Linked DNA regions of Triticum aestivum: region 2 is linked to region 1. Evidence: chromatin contacts called from public Hi-C data. All regions are on one chromosome and are shown on one strand. The core of a region is the stretch at or near the end of the contact, and the rest is flanking DNA. Distances in the headings are between cores, read along the strand shown. Region 1 holds the start of LOC123065685 (heavy metal-associated isoprenylated plant protein 28). Region 2 holds the start of LOC123070833 (phosphoenolpyruvate carboxylase, housekeeping isozyme).

What was found. Hi-C and Micro-C count contacts between places; a contact is called where the count stands out from the background.
Region 2: a Hi-C map of leaf shows a contact between it and region 1, with 2.9 times the contacts expected there. The contact joins the promoter of LOC123070833 here to the promoter of LOC123065685 in region 1. A contact is called at or near these places in 3 of 5 Hi-C or Micro-C datasets (leaf and an unstated tissue).

The regions. Positions count from the first base shown.
Region 1 is chr3B:547,870,158-547,872,857 of IWGSC CS RefSeq v2.1, forward strand. It overlaps LOC123065685 (heavy metal-associated isoprenylated plant protein 28), which reads right to left and starts at 1,349. Exons shown (of 3, transcript XM_044488924.1): 1 at 1,137-1,349; 2 at 946-1,021; 3 at 435-853. The coding sequence starts at 1,142. The coding sequence ends at 489.
Region 2 is chr3B:548,156,511-548,159,371 of IWGSC CS RefSeq v2.1, forward strand. LOC123070833 (phosphoenolpyruvate carboxylase, housekeeping isozyme) reads right to left here and starts at 1,607. Exons shown (of 11, transcript XM_044494198.1): 1 at 1,416-1,607; 2 at 872-1,086. The coding sequence starts at 1,039.

The sequences.
Region 1 (2,700 bases), core at 99-2,598:
TCGGCGAAAAACGAGCTCCTAAGAACGCGACTAGGCGTTTTCTGGGCGCCGACGTGAAGAAATCGCCCGGGGGGGGGGGGGGGGGGGGGCGTGTTGGGGGCTCGGCTGGAGATGCCCTAACCTGCTGAGCTAGTGCATTCTTGGCAACGGTATGGATGGATGGTGAGTTGGATGATATGCTCACCGTGTGGTTATTGGACAGGGAATAAAGTATGGGAGCAAAGAATATTACATTTTTGTACCACCAATCCGCGATGAAGTTGCTTTGTATAGTGGCACGCCACAGGAACAACAGCATATTGTTCCGTTCGGACGTCGGGTGCCACTCAGATGGCTACTCGGTATGTCCTAAATTCAAGATTATTTGAGAGCGATCGTTGTATCAGTATCTGTTGGCGATTTTTTCAGCAAAGTGTACTTTATTTACAGAGACAGAAACAAGAAGATATAATCATAAGTAAAACCCATCCATATGATGATCGCGTGGATCACATTACGGAGCAGCCTCCGGGGTTCTCGTCGCTGAAGTAATCGGTGGCCCTGGTGCCGCCGACGACGGCGGAGTTGGCGCCGTAGAGGCGCGAGTCGTCGTAGCCGTGCTTGTAGTAGTTGTACGAGGATGTGGGCCCGGAGGCGTGGGTCGCGTACATCTGGGCCCCACCCGGGTGGTACTGGTGCTGCTGCGCGAGGAGGTTGACGGCGCCGCCGGCGCCCGCGCCGGCGATGAACGGGGTCGGCCACAGCACCGCGCGCTTTCCCGTCCTCCTCACCGTCTTGAGCACCTTCTTCTGGTCCACGTCCCCGTTCACCGTCACCTTCTGCATCTCCATGTCGATCTCCACCGCGTCCACTCCTGTAAACCGGGCCAGATCAGATCACTGTCATCTGAATGCGTTCAGCACATATCTATCCATGATCTCAGATAGAAAGCTAGTGGGTACGTACCTTCTAACCTCTCGACTGCCTTCCTTATCTTCTTCTCGCACCCGGCGCAACACATATGCACGCACATCTCCACGATCTGGCAGGTGATGGACCAAGGCAGCATCATCAGACACAAAATGGCCAAATGATAAACCAGTAATACTTTCCCTAGATCCCAAACCACTCGTGAGAGGGGAGATTGGCTTACTTACCGTCATGTTGCTTGGCAAGCTCTGTGTTCGGTCCCTCGACGGCTTGGGGAGTTCTTCGACGTTCGGGTGAACCCGTGAGACGTTGACAAATGTACTAGAGTTGCGTGTCAACTGTCAACTGCCAAGTTGCGTATCCGTTGTTCCACTATATATGCACGCGCTCCGTCCGCATGTGGTGTACCCGTGAAGCATGGGCACGGCGGTCGAGCTGCGAGGTCGGCAGGGAGAGAGGGGCATAGACTTGACTTGTGACGAACTATTTCACGTGCAAACTGCACCGACCACTCCGTTCTCCCTCCACATTACGCGCTATAGAAAACGCCATTCGAAGCTGGCGGAGTGGGAGCCGCAAGCAACGCCGCACTGGCGTGTGGTATCCCGAGGCTCTCCTCTCGGTGCCGCGTTTCGTCCGAGTGAAGAACGGCGGGAAAGGGGGCGGGCCGCGTGATCCGCAGGCCTGATTGATTGGCCGCTCAGCAATTCAGCTAACGCCCCCTGGATCGACGGCATGCGGAGGCATCACGTCTCCCTAGTGAGAGCTGTGGCTCGGTGGCTGCCGCCGACGGCGGTGGATACTGTCCCCAAGTGCCAACGACAGGAAAGTTTGGGTCCTTTCAAAAACAGAAAGGCTGGACCGTTGACTCCGTTGGATGTCAAAGTAGTACTCCGTCAAAGATTTTAGGGAGCTCCTATTTGCCGCATGCTGCGGCAAATAGTCCAGAGCTTTCGCACAAGGCTGTCGCTGGCTGGGCCTGCCCACCGACATCTACTGTACAAGTCGCTACTATTGTGATCTTTTTTTCCTAGTTTGTTTTCAGTAAGTTTTTATATTGTAAAAAGCAAACATCTTTTATTTGTAATTTCCAAAGAAAATTTCCAATAACCAAACATTTTCTCAAAATTCCGAAAACAAATAAAAAATATGATTTTAAAGAACGCAATTTCTCTAAAATAAATAAAAATTGTGAACACATTTTACAAACATGAATTGTGTTTAAAACTCAAAACAATTTTTGAGAACGCAATAATTTCTCTAAACCCCAATTTTTTCTAAAATATTGTAAACATTTTTTCAAAGTTTTAAACATTTCATAATTTTCGAACAAGTTTATGAAATACTGAACATTTATTTAAATTCCAAAACATTTTGGAAAACGCGATTTTTTAAAAAAAATTCTACCACTTAATTAAATTTGTGAACAAATTTTCAAAACTTCATATTTATTAAATTACGAACAAAATTCGAAAGCAAGATAAATGAAACGAAAAATGAAACTAAAATTAGAGAGGATTAGAAAAGAAATAAGAACAAAAAACTAGAACTTAACCGAACCAAACCTTCTAGAAGTCTCTTAAAACCGGAAAACCAAAACTGGAACGTTCCCAAAACAGTAAACCAATATTTGCTAATTGGGCTGGCCCATCTCCTGCTTGGGTGCTCCTTTCTTGTGCGTTTGGTCGACAATTCGCCGCGGCAAGCGACAAATAGGAAACACCAAGTTTTTATGCATGTCCTGTCTGAAAAAATACTATGAATCAAACGATGGAATTGGACTTAGTTAAG
Region 2 (2,861 bases), core at 357-2,856, 290 kb after region 1:
GATAAAATCAAAATACTGCAGTGAAGTTTACAGGCTTATAGCACTGAATAAACAGGGCAGTGGTCCCTGTTGGCACAATAATGTAGAACAACATAAATTAAAATACTGCAAGCAGAACTTTGAATACTGTCCATTTTTAGAAGCACGCAACACATCATATCCATAAGTTAACGCATATCGACAAAGAGCGGTACTGCCTGCTCTTTTATGTGTCGTTTTGGAGATGGACATAAGTCTCCAATATTGTCGTGTGGTGCCTTTGAGCGTTACATTTTTTAGTTACATGTCACTAAAACATAATGAGAAGTATATGCACACGACAGATCAAAATAATTTTCTGTACATTAGCGGTCAAAGATTTAAAAGTTTGACTTGCTGCGTTCGAAAACGACATCTAAAAAGGTGATGTTCAAAACAAAAGGGGCATGCTCGTACAGTATGTTACGGCATGAGCCACACGTCGCGGCATACCTACTATTGTTAAATATTTGATTATCATGTTTACGCGCTCAAACAACGGCTAACATATAACTGAATAAAGAGAATAGTAGTCCAGGAATATCTACTGTCCAACGAATAACTAAATGGTAGAACCTCAGGATTATAACCTACTGCCAAAGGACTTGGTACTGGTATGTGTTATCAAGTGCAACATTGGCACCTTCAGAGCACAAACCTTGAAGAACAGGAACAGTGAATCCCACACTAGCAAAAACAACATGTCTATCTAGCTAGATTAATCGCGCAAACCGTGCAATGCAGCACAAATGAAAACAGGACATGGTATTAAAATTACCACCTAAATCAATCAACAGGTAACTGAAAAGAAAGAGCAGGATAACATGGATGGATCGAGGGAGGGGGGCACTACCGTCTCCCTGATCTTGTCCCCCTGGAGGCCCTGGAGGATGCAGAGGAAGCGCTCGATGAGGAGCGCGTCGTACTCCACCAGCTTGTCGTCCTCCGAGAGCTTCTTGGGCGCCAGCATCCGCAGCTGCGCGTCGATGGAGGTCGCCTTGTCCGCCGCATTGCGCGCCATTTCCCCCAACGAGAAAACCCTCTTCCCCCCTTTGTCGCCGTCAGTCCCTGCAACAGCAGCCACAGATCAAACAAACCCCAGAAACCATCAGCAGGCAGGCGATCAAATCTCGCCCTCAATCGCGGCGCAAAGACGATGAGTAAATCCTGACGCCGCCACCTCGCCCTAGCCACGGCGGCCGATTTCAGGAAAGGACGAGCCTTTTCCCCCCAAATACCATCCGAACCAAGTTCCGATCATCGAACCCCCGCAAAAATAAATGAGATTGGCCGCACAATCCAACAGCCGGCCACAGATTCCTAGGCGAAATCGGAGCGGAACCCCGGCCGCATCGTCGGAACGGAGACCGAGAAGAGGAAAGGCGCCTCCCTTGTACCTTTTTCTGATCAACCTGACGCAAAACGCAGCTTAATTCTTGATGAGAAGGGGGTTCTTGAGGCGAGGCAGTGTCTCGTGTGTGTGTGGGTGGCTATTTATAGTAGGTCGCCTGTGCACTGGCTAGACTTGATAGACTCGGATGGAGAGGCCTCCAGCCCGGCCAGCTCGTCCGCTTCTGCCTCCCTCCGAGGTGTCACGCTACAACTCCTCCTGCTTCTTGGCCGGGTGCGATACGGACGCACGCCACTACCTGAAAGTTGCTCGCTTTTTTTTGCCCTTTTTTGCGTGGAAGTTAATCACTTAGTTAGAATGCTGCAAAACGTGGGAGATTAATGAGGGTGTGAATTCCGGAAGGTTCTTAATTCGTCTGGACTTGGGTTTGGAGAAGGTGGCGGCTGCAGGGAGTCCTGTAAAAATGATTACAGTCGCCTTTCATTTATTTTTACTGGATGGATGTGGCTCGGACACAGGGAGTTCGCCTCACTGGACAAGATACCAATTGCTTGAACTGTCCGCTTAACTTCCTGCCGCCAAATATAGGCAGAAGGGATATGCTAGAATATTCTATATATTCCGAATCACACTCAAAAGAGAAGCTATAGCCTGCAATCAATTAATCTACTACTTCCTCCTTTCGAAATTACTCTTCTAGATGTATTTTTGTTGTAGATACGTCCATTTTTATCTATTTTTGTGGCACATAATTCCGAACAGAGGGAGTATGTAATACTAACCCATTACCATTTGCTACTGCACTAACAAGTCAGGTACCGCATGTTTATTATCCTCTAGAAAGAGGAAACTTTTCATAAAACATTTGCATTTAGGGTTGAGAGAAGGAGAGGGATATGAATTTGGTATATATACAATGCAAGTACCACAAACTAGGACATGTATAAAGAAGATGGGGCATCTAGCACATTTGCCATGCCACTCCGACGGGCGACCCCCCCCCCCCCCACACACCACCCTCATGACCTCCCTCTCCTCGCCGCCCCTAGAGGTTGATGTCATATGAAGCGCCATAGCTGCCGATGAAGGGAGCGGCGGGACTCCTAGTAGTGGACAAAGTCAGGCGGTCTTTGGAGGGGCAGTGGTCACCTGCAGGAGTTTCGGCAGAGGCGCGAGGCAAGGTTGTGACGTGATGTCTAGTCACAACGGACAGTCGAGGTCAATGGCGGTCGTTGTGGCGTGATGGAGATGGTGCATGGCAGTTGTTCGGTGACAACAACCGGCGGCATGGCGGGTCTCAGCTGACCTCATGCCCAGAACCCCTCAGCTACCGGTGGCTCAAGTCAACCATCACGTGTTGGTGTGAGGGGTTGTTGTGGGGCAGGTAGCGACACATTAAGGATTTGTCTAGTGTTCGGGAGCCATATCTATATCTAGCACCAGTTATCACTTGTGACCAATGTGTTGGGTTGTCGTATCGCATCCATTATGG